Linked DNA regions of Mus musculus: all the other regions are linked to region 1. A link is a contact called in public HiCAR-type and promoter capture Hi-C data. All regions are on one chromosome and are shown on one strand. Each heading gives the region's core, a stretch centred on a gene start, on an enhancer-like site or on the middle of the called end of the contact. The rest is flanking DNA. Distances are from core to core; before and after follow the strand shown.

Region 1 (3,351 bases), core at 538-3,037:
AGTTGCCTACTACACAAGAGGCTAAGAGCTGGCTTTAAAGGGAGCACAGTGCATTTGCCTGTGTCAATACTAGACCTGCAGAAAGACTGCTTGAGCTCAGGCACTTTGAGGAACCTGATCAATACAGCAAAATACCATCTCCATTTAAAAAAAAAAACTATTTCTAGAATCGGTGTGATTCTTATCCAAACATATTTTCTACTGTGGTTATGTATCTATAAGCCAAGGTACAGTTACCAGATTTTACCAGATTAAATAAGTAATTGCCCTGTCCATGCTTACCATACCCAGAGCTGTAAGCTGACAGTTGTTTCAAGCACACATGCATGTGTTAGTCAGCCTCAGGACCAACACCTACCAAACATACAAGCCTCACACACCCAGAAAGCCCCGGGACTCATCCCTTTTAATACAAAGCTGGTTTTTACCTATTAAGCAAGCATACTCTGTAAGTTTTTTCTTACAATTTTATCAGTAGTGTTTCCAGAGATAAAAGAAAACGGTTCACAAGAAAGAAAAATTGACCCTGTGACATCTTGCATTATCCTCTAGGCACTCTTTCACGTGTGATGATGGGTCGGTCGGTCTGTCTCTAGCAATCTACATCAGACCTCATTCTCAGTAAGTTGTGCCGTATCACTTCAAGTACACTCTCATCAGTCTGCTAGGAAAATTATGAGGGCTAATAACTTTTAAATCTCGACAATTATTTACAGAAACATACTGACAATTTTTTTCCCACTAGGAACTTGGTTAAAGTTCCATTAGATGCTGCTATTATTTCCATTTAAAGATTTTCGTAACACTGGAAGTCAAATAGCTCTACTAGACTAGACCACTTTTACAGCAGTAGATAGTACAAGGAAGCTAACTCCAGCCTCGGAGCCTGAGCTCTCACTGGACTTGATCACCTTTTTGGTAAGCTTGAAAACTCACATACACATACACATACACATACACATGCCTGCTGCAGGTCAGTCTTAATGCTAACCTGAGCGGAAGAAAGACTGCAACTTAAGCAGACTCCCAAGTAGTTTGCCCTGCGGCCAGCCCATTACCTTTCCTCCTTATTTCCAACTATTCCCGCTCTCCAAAAGAAAGGAAGAAATCAAGGAGAGAAAGTAAGCATTGCAGCAGTTGGCCTACGGTGATTCTCTCCAACCCTTCGCGTCTCCAAAGTTCCCCAAATTCGAGGGGGCAGAAAGAGAGGGTCCTCCGTCAAGGGGAGGGGGAGGAGGGCAGCGATCAGATCCGCCCGCCCGTTTTCGAGCTCGCACACCAAAAATGGAAACTCCGTTTGTCTTTTTTTTTTTTTTTCCCAAAGAAAAACCATGGTTCCTATACCTCAGTGGACGTCGAGTGGAGTCTCTGGCCCGACCCCCACACGCCGGCCTAACACCCGCCGAGCCTCCGAATCGGACCGCGGCCGCTTGAGGCGTTTCGGAAGCCCCTCGGCCGGCTCTCACGCTCGGGGTGGGGGGACAGCTAGGACCCCGGCCGCCCTACCCGCCGCCACAGTCCGTCCCTCCGCCTGGGCCTCGCGTGTCCGCGCCCCAGAAGAGCCGTGCAGGACAGACAGACGCCGCTCACCTGAGAGCCCGGACGGACCCGGAACGCGGAGACGCGGCGGAGAGCGAGCGACCGTCAAGCCCCGCAGGAGCACGCCGTGAACCGCCGGCCGCAGGCTTTCCGCTCGCTCCCAGAGCGTGTTTTCAAATCGCCTCGTCCTCACGCGGACGCGTCTCCTTCCGCCGCCCGGAAGTGGGGGCCCTCCCTCGCCGCGCTCACGTGACCGCAGGTCGCAATCGCGCGCAGCCGGAGGGCGGGTCCAGATTTGCACGCCACGCCCCCTCTAAGAGGGGCTGCGCCGGAAGCTGGAGGAAAGAGAGGAGGGTCTAGGGTCCAGCAAGCCGAGTCAGGTCTTCCAGCATCCTTGGCTTGGAGGATGTTGGCTGGTTACAGCTTGAAAGGCGGTCTTCTCCCCCCAAGGACTTCAGTTCTTCAAACCTGGAGCTAGAGAAAAGTATAAACTGAGCTTAATTGAGGAAGGAAAAAGTTTCGGACAGCAAAGATAGCATTTCTGGGAAGGGTAACCTGGACTAAAGGCAAATAGACAAATGCTAAGAGGTTACAAACTATACCTTGTGGCAGAGTCCCGGAAACCTAGGACAGGGTTTTCCCCAATTCAACATTTTCAGCATATAATTAACTTCTACTAATCAAAGTAAGTGGATTTAGAGAAATTTGAGACATTAAAATGCCTACAAAGAAGATGTGAAGAAAGAAATCTTGAAAACAAAACCATCTAAAGATTGACTTAGCCACATATAAGGAAAAGCATACAGATAGAGTGTCAGCCTAGAGTCAAATTTGTCTTTGCAGCTTCCTACATATAAGAACTAGAAAAGCCTAATACCTTATATTGAGGTTCAATATACGAAGTAGGGATAAAACGATAATAACTAAATTCAGGAGACCCAAGCATCAGAATTAAGGTCACACCTCCTCTGTGTTAATGAATAAAGAATAAAGCCAAAAAGCCACCACACAGACAACCTCCCCTCCCCCACCGCACCTGCCTTGGGAGTTGATGACATTATATGTAAAACTATAAAATAAAAAAAAAATTATAAAGGCTTATGCCACCTAGATATGCCCCCTAAACTCCAAAATGCTACCAGCTTATTCAGAACTTCTCCCTTCAGCTTTGCAATGTATATCTATCTCAGTATCAACAAGGACTAAAAGATAACTCTGCACATCCATTCTGAAATATTTTCCTACAACCTCTTCACCTTAAATAGCATCCCATCCTGCCAGTTACTCAAGCCAAACCTTAAAAGCTGGCATCTTTCTGAGACCATGTGGCTTCTAACCCAGGAGAAAAACCAGCTGGCTCTGACTTCCACTATTAATCACCATCTCCCTGGCTACCTTCAAGGTCCACATCACCCCGATCAGAGGAAAGAGCCGGGAACACATTTCTCTCCATCTTAGACCCCATACAGTCTAACATTTGCAGAGCAGTTCTCGGAATATTTTTTTATATATGGCAAAGCATGTCACTATAAAACTCTTCGGTGGTTCCCCATGTCACTTACCCCCCCAAATCTAGAGTCCTTCTGATGGCCTCAAATCCTACCATATTGGAACAGTCCTTTGCAGTCCTCTGAGCACTGTTTTGCTATGTTCCCTTTTCTCTCTGTTCCTGTGACCTTCACTTCTTTGCTCTCCTTAAATACAAGAGACGTGTACCCCTTTATCTTTCTAGTTAGACCTTTTCTTTATATTCCTATCTGCCTGAAGTACACAACCCAGTAAATCCACTGGACAAATTTCCCTCACTTGAAT
Region 2 (3,619 bases), core at 823-3,322, 1.0 Mb before region 1:
TCACCCTCTCAGGCCAAGCTCTGACTTAAACATTTTGCTAAGCTCTCAGAGTCGCTTTCCGCCTCTCTAAAGTTTGGGGTCCACTGGGTGGCAGAACCCAGCCTCCACCTTACCAACACCACGATGGCTCGATCAATTCCCAACCAGGCTCTTCCTCCTGGGCCCCTCAAAACTCATTTCTCTCCCCGCCGCTCGCTCGCCGATCATTTCTCCAGCCCCGTTCACACAGCTGGCATTTATCTTTATTGCTGCTCTGTTTATTGATTTAGGGCCATCTCTGCAATTCGTCAAGCCTCGATCCCATTTTAATCTGGGCCTCCGAAGTGGCAAAGATCCCTTCCAGCTTCAGCGCTTGCAGAAATGTGATTAGCTGAGGCTCCCTTCCATCCTTCAAGCCATTAATGGAAATAGTAAATGGTCCCGGTTTGGCACGAAGGTCTTCCGGGTCTCTGGGGATGTATGAGTCCCTCACGCGTCACCAGCTCTGCCTGGACAGTGGCTCCCCACCGTCATGCACATTTCAGTGGTGGATTGTTGCTTCCCTATTACGAATCTATGCAGAAATCCTAGTTATTAATTAGTTCACTCATTCAATATAAACACTCAAGGGGAAATATAACCTGAGGTCGTGTCATTTTCCCTCTCATAAATGGTTTGATGACCTCAGGGAGAGGGAGTCTATGGGAAGGACATGTGCAGAAAAGCATGCTTCCGCCAGGGGTGGTGACTCACACCTGTAATCCCAGCACTGGGGAGACTGAGGCAGGGGGACAGCTGAGAGTTCCAAGTTGGTCTCAGGTATCTCCTACCTCCTAAGTGGTTTTCATAGACAGGAGCTTGGCTTTTGCGAAGCACACATGACAGACAAAGCTCACTTCCCAGGTTTTCCTCATGAAGGCCAGAAAGCAACTGTGCCACTCACTTTAATCTCTCTTTCTTATTAATTTATTTATTCACTTTGCATCCTGATCAACCCCCTTCCTCCACTCCCCCCAGTCTCACCCTTACAAATCCCTCTCCCCCATTACTCCCTCATCTTCTCCTTAGAGAAAGTAAAGCCCCCTGGGGTACCACCCCACCCTGAGACATCCAGTCCTAGATGGACTACACACCCCTTTTCCTGAGGACCAACCAGGCAGTCCAAGTAGAGGAAGGGGATCCAATGGCAGCCACAGGGTCAGACAGCTCAGTTGTTAGGGGACCCACATGAAAACCAAGCTGCACATCTGCTACAAGTGTATAGGGAATCTAGGTCCAGCCCACTGGTTAGTGGTTCGGTCTCTGTGAACCCCCACAGGCCCAGGTTAGTTGTGGTGTCTTTGACCACTCCGGCTGGCTTAATCCTATCCCCTACTCTTCCACAGGACTCCCCACAGGCCACCTGATGCTTGTGTCTGCTTCCATCTGCTCCTAGGTAAAGCCTCTCAGGAGACATATGTCTCCCCTTTTCAATAAGGTAGTATGAAATACAGAGAAAGTATATGTGAAGCACCCTAAGGGGCAGGGCAGAGGGAGGGAGGATGGCAGTGTTCCCACTCCGGCAGGCTGTACGAGCAGGGAGCTTCCCCGGGGCTGATTCTCTTGGAAGCCCAGCCCTAGAGAAGACACGCTGGACTGGTGTTTCCCATAATACTCCTGGGAGAGGGGAACATTGGACAGGCAGGCAGAGAAGCAAGCTCTGGAGCACGGTGCCCAGCTTCCCTGTGGCCTCATTCATACACCTGCCACACAGTGCCAGGAGACCTGGCGTTAAGGAGCCACCTTTCTCAAAGGAGCCCGATCCTCATGGAGATTGCCGCTGCTCTGAAAATATAGCGGGCGTGGCCATCCTCTCAGCTGACACACCCTTTGACCCCTTTGAATGCTTGGAGCTGGCAGATGCCTAGAGCTGAGGACACTTACATGTATGTTCAAACAAGTATAAGAAGCTGCACCCCCCGCCCCCTTCAGACAGAGCAGAGATGAACCAGAAGGCCCCCCGCCCCCATCTCCAGCAAAGGCGGGACAAGCCAGCTGCCTGGAGGAGGGGCATAAGAGTCAGTTCCCCACGGACGACTTCGTTGACAGCTGAAGGGTGAGGTGGAGCGACAAGGAGACACTCGCTCACCCTTCACCCCTCATGAGTGCTGGGGCAGCGCTGCTGGCTGGTCATTTCCCAAAAGCTTGCCAAAACAAGCGACATAAATCAAATTTTCATTTCATTCCTTCAGGCTCGACCCTTCCGTCAGGCACTCAACAGCTGCCTCCTGAGCAGATGTACAGCTCATTAGTCTATCGTGCCGCTAGAGCCAAGTCCAGGACCCCAACCCCCATTCCGGGGCGGGGGTTGGGGGGGGGGCGGTAGGGAAGGACGCTAGCAGCCTTTGTTCTTCCACTGTCGAGCACTTCGCATATCAGCCACCAGGGGGCGAAAGCTGCACATACATCGTTGGTTCCCAGAGCCAGCTCAACCCTACAACCCTCTCGCCTGGCGTTTGGAAGGCGATCAGGGAGGGATGGTGAGACCTTCCTCTACCTCCAGAGCTTTTCAAGCCTTTAACGTGTAGGAATATCTTGTTTGGTGCGAGGATGCTTGGTTTAGGCAGACAGAACTGGATTCAGATGCCTGGTCTGATGCTCTCAGCCTTTGGGCCTTCATGATGAAATGTGATGGTATCGCTTGCTGTGGGACCCCACCCGGTGATCCTGAGGCTAACGTGAGGCAGATGAAGTGAGGAGCAGCTAAGCATCGTGACAAGGAAGTTCTCTAGGGACATAGAGTGCATGCAATTTCTCATGTCTTTATTTTCTCTTACTATGTCTCATTAACCACACATTTAAGCCTCTTATTTAATATAGATGAACAGAATCATATTCAGAATATCTCTGTGTTCTCTGTCTCTCTCAGACACACGCACGCACACACACACACACACACACACACACACACACACACACACACACACACACACGTCTCTGTCTCTCCAGGGCTGGAGATAGAAACCAGGGCCTTGCACATGCTCAGTAATTACTCTACCATTGAGCTATGTTCTCAGAGTCGTCTTTCTTCTCTAAAACAAACCAAGCCAAGAAGCGCCATGTGTTTATCTGTAAATCAACATGTCTATAAATCGATTCCACCAGTTGTCCCCATCCTTAAGTGTGGAGTCCAAGAAGCAGCAATAGGTTGGAGAGTGAAGCTGTTTCTGTTGTGCCTGTGGCTCACCCGTTCTCTCCCTTGTGGACCTGTGGTCCTCTCCCTACTCTACCCAGGATCCTCCCCTCCCCCTGCTTCCTTTGCTGCTGCGACTCAAGGTGGAGTCGCCTCCGCTACCCCCACAATTCTGACATTAGCAACCTGCCCCAGGTGACTTTCTAAAGGGAGGTGGGTTCCTGCCACATTCTCCTTGGAGGCATCACAGTTGCGTTTTGCCTGTTGACAAAGCTTGACAGCAGGCATCCAGGCCCTTAGAGCTGCATGTACTGGCTTCAAAGCCTGTGCCTGGCTCTTGGTTATGTGCTGTACACTCACAAGGCTGTAATCGCCTTCATAGCTATCTTGAGACATGGGGTCACATTATCAGCTTCAATTTGTAGTTAGAACTGGGCACTGAGAAGTGACCCTCTTGGTAATCTAGGG
Region 3 (3,405 bases), core at 199-2,698, 1.1 Mb before region 1:
CTCTTTATATCTCCCAGAGAGATTTCATTAGAAGCTGGTCAAATTTAGTCCCTGTAACCTCAGGGCATTTGAGCCAGGGGGGCCAGGGGAGCCAGGGGAGGCAGGAACTGATGGTTCTGGAGTCCCAGAGAGCAGGCCTGTTCAGGTTCTGGCAGGTTGAGGACTTGCTGAAGCGTGTCCTAGCTGGAGCCGAGGAGCAGTCTCAGACCCCAGCTCTTAGCCCCCACGGTTTGCTTTCATAAGCAGGATCAAACTCTTGGAAAGTGGCTATAAAGCAATTTACCAACAGCTACTAGAGGCCGGCTGATTCCTACTACGGAGCTTTATTTAATTCCGAGTTCAAATCACACAGAAAATAACATTTTCTCCTTAAAAGGTTCTGCGGAAAAATGCTGTCGGTGCCATGCGGCCGCCTCCGTGACTGTGTTTGTGTCTGAAGAAAGGACTAGTCTGACAGGAAGAATTACAAATCTGGAGCTCATTTTGGCGTCCCAGAGGGAAGGTGGGTGGAGCGTCTCACAGTAAATTAGGAATTCAGAATGAAAGCGGAGCTGAGTTTATTTGGGTTTTTAGTGACACCTCGAAATTATTACACAGGAGTGTCGGAGACAACTCAAAGTACCTATGACTGCTCCCGCTTCGCCCCGGGGCGGGATGCTTCTTCGTAGGGCAATCCTCCCTCCTTCGAAACCCGTGGGCCTCTCCGCTTCCACGCGGGGACAGCAAAGGTGGGAGGGAAGGAGGGCGGCGGGGACCCTTAGTCTGGGTCTTTTTACGGTGCCGAGACACAGAGGCCACTCGGGGGTGTGTCTGAGCTCCACCTTGGGATTCCGAAACTGGGCTCCGACTTTGAGACTGGAATTTGGGGAGAGGACGACGAGGTCTGGGGCGGACGTGGAGTGCAGAAAGAAATCGGACTGTCTTTGCGGGGAGGCTGGAAGCCGCGGGTCTAGGGTGGGGGAAGTTGAACCCCGGACAATATTGAGGGTCCGAGTGGCGAGAGTTGGGTTTTGCGGGTGCAGGACTGTGCAGGGGAAGTCAGGGTGGGGTTGGAGTAGAAGAAAAGAGCGTGCAACGGTCACAGTCTTTCCCTGAGCAACTCTCACAGGCACACCCTGCGCTCAGTCGGGACCGTGGGCTCCCTCGGGCGCGCAGACTGGGACCCTGCCCCCACCCGCCGCGGGAGCGCGAGCTGCCCGCTGTGGCTGGAGTAAAGGCGCCCAGCGGTGAGGGGGCGTGGTCAGAGGCCCAGCAGTGCGGGGGCGTGGTTAGAGGCAGAAACCCACGGCCGCTCATTGGTAGCCCAGGGCCCCGCGGGCGGGGCTCTCGGCTAGGTCCCGCTAGGGCGCTCGCGGGCGGCGGGGGAGGCGGGGTCGGCGGGAGCCGGGCAGCCAATGGGCGTACGCCCCTCGAGCAGTTACAAAGGGCCGGAGCGAGGCCGCGGCGGCGGCGGGGAGGTGGGGCGAGGAGGGGCGAGGCTTCCTGAGGAGAAGCTGCGGCCGGGGCCGGGCCGGGCCACAAACAGTGGCGGCGGGACCATGGAGGCGGCGGCCGCTGCTCCACGTCGTCCGCAGCTCCTCATCGTGTTGGTGGCGGCGGCGACGCTGCTCCCGGGGGCGAAGGGTGAGTGGCGGGCGGGTGGCTGCGGGGCGCGCGGGCCGGGCCGGGCCTCTGGCTCGCTTCAGCTCTTTCTCAAACATGGCGCGGGGCCGGGGGCGCAGGTGGCGGCGCCCGGCCGGCCGGGCGCTCCTGACCCGGCAGGCGCCACGCGAGCCGGGGCGGGGAGGAGAGGCGGGGCGGGGGCGGTGTCGAGCGCGGGTGGCGGAGCACCGAGCAGAGGCCGGCCCTCTTGGGCTCCCGGGGGGCAGCGGCTGGCGAGCCTGCCGAGGTCGGGGGCTGCCCTTAGGGGTGCGAGGCCGGCCGGGACCGTGGCCCCCTGATTCCACTGCCTAAATGCGCCCCGGCCTGAAGCTGTTGGGGCGTGGGCGGGCACCGGCGTGGAGGCGCTCCGGGGCCGGGCGCTTGGAGGGCTCCCCGGAGGGTCGAAAGGGGCGCCGTGGGCAGAGACCCCGGGTGGGCCGCACCGCCGTGAGTGCCGACGCCCGCCTAGGGCGACTTTTCTTCAACCAGGGGCTTTGTGTGAGAAGCAGGCGCGAAGATGCGCGGAATGTTCTCGCTTCGTGAGTCTGGGAAGAGTTCAGAGTCCAGTAACCAGAAGGCTGCAGATTGTCTTCTTGCTAGTAGAAACTTGAACGTTTGCTCACTCTGCAGATTTGGGAACGTTTGAATGGGAACGGTTCTGTAGAATTGATCAAATTATTCCTTTTCTCGAGGGGATCGTTGCTTTGGGTGTATCATTTCCCTAAGCGGTAGTTTTAAAACCAGACCTCTGTGTAGCTGGGGTTTGAAGGGAAATGTGTGGTTTCCCAAAATATTAAAGCCGGTCGTGATACTGGTTGTCACCTCTGGAGGGAAGATTGAAAAAAACTTTGTCAGGAACCAATTAAAATAGGAGAAAGCAAAATACTGAGGCTCGGCATTAGCAACCTGCATACAGTGAAAATACATTTTTGTTGCGGAAATTGGATAACAACATTTTAAAAAGCAAAACAAGCCAAAACAAAAGTCTCTCCAGACTGTGGATGCCAACTATGATTAAACTTAATAGTTACTGTTTATTGGGAGTTGATTATAATGCAGATGTAAAAGACACAGTATCAGAACCCTCGCAGTACCAGTATTTGTCCTGTATATTGACATGAAAACTGAGGTGCAGAAGATTAAGTTCTTAGTAAGTGCAGAAATTAGGATTTGCACTTAGGCTTTCAGGGTTCAAAATCTGTGCACCTGTTACACCAAAGTAGCATGACTCACTTAAAGAACAGTTGATATTTGATAACATAACTTAGCCATCAGTTTCTTAGTTTACTTGAACATTCTCTTTACATAGGTCTACAGTAGAAGATACAATGGGTTTTTGACATTGGCTTAGGAAGGAAATAATGGTGGACAAAGTGGGAGAATTGTTATAATTATGCATCAACTATAAGTGACCATATCTAACAGTTATTTGGGTAAAGTAATTAATTCTTTTCTACCTAAAACAAAGCAGGACACGTTCATGCATTTAGCAGTATTGACGTGGATGCTGAGAAGGCTGGTTCATGTCCTGGAGGACTTTATAGCCTACTTAGGCAATGATGTAATACAAAATTAGCCTAGATGTTTTTATTGCTCAAAACCTAGACTAGTACTTCATAAACTTTCCCCATTTGCCACCCTCTTTTCTCAAAAGATTGTATGTGCCCATGAGTCACATACAAAATGTAAAAGATGGGTATATAAATCAAATGTACTGATAATAGAGCATAAATAAAATTATTTTAAAACAATTCATTGGTATAT

The links. Promoter capture Hi-C pulls out the DNA fragments that hold promoters and counts their contacts. HiCAR-type assays count read pairs that join an accessible place to other places.
Region 2: a contact with region 1 is called in a promoter capture Hi-C map of liver, with 5 times the contacts expected there. The contact joins the enhancer-like site here to the promoter of Tex10 in region 1. A contact is called at or near these places in 11 of 39 promoter capture datasets (the 3T3-L1 cell line, cranial neural crest, embryonic stem cells and 6 more), 1 of 15 datasets of contacts at CTCF or cohesin (large pre-B cells), 5 of 115 datasets of contacts at active chromatin or transcription factors (embryonic forebrain, embryonic limb bud, forebrain and 2 more) and 2 of 9 other capture datasets (embryonic stem cells and liver).
Region 3: a HiCAR-type map of astrocytes shows a contact between it and region 1, with 4 times the contacts expected there. The contact joins the promoter of Tgfbr1 here to the promoter of Tex10 in region 1. A contact is called at or near these places in 8 of 39 promoter capture datasets (the C10 cell line, embryonic stem cells, hippocampal neurons and 3 more), 3 of 484 Hi-C or Micro-C datasets (B cells, the HL-1 cell line and embryonic stem cells), 2 of 115 datasets of contacts at active chromatin or transcription factors (astrocytes and pro-B cells) and 1 of 9 other capture datasets (liver).

Annotation. Positions count from the first base shown.
Region 1 is chr4:48,471,676-48,475,026 of GRCm38.p6, forward strand. It overlaps Tex10 (testis expressed gene 10), which reads right to left and starts at 1,788. Exons shown (of 15, transcript NM_001355740.1): 1 at 1,591-1,788.
Region 2 is chr4:47,435,784-47,439,402 of GRCm38.p6, forward strand. No RefSeq gene overlaps it. Among named protein-coding and RNA genes, the nearest start is that of Alg2, 37 kb to the right of the region's middle. Within about 2 kb of position 2,073, at least 180 of the 459 cell types and tissues checked have an H3K27ac peak or open chromatin away from gene starts, as enhancers often do. A contact at or near this core is called in embryonic forebrain, forebrain, hippocampal neurons and 2 more, where this site is marked.
Region 3 is chr4:47,351,774-47,355,178 of GRCm38.p6, forward strand. It overlaps Tgfbr1 (transforming growth factor, beta receptor I), which reads left to right and starts at 1,449. Exons shown (of 9, transcript NM_009370.3): 1 at 1,449-1,623. The coding sequence starts at 1,539. Gm32435 (a long non-coding RNA gene) reads right to left here. Exons shown (of 3, transcript XR_390551.4): 3 at 541-2,465.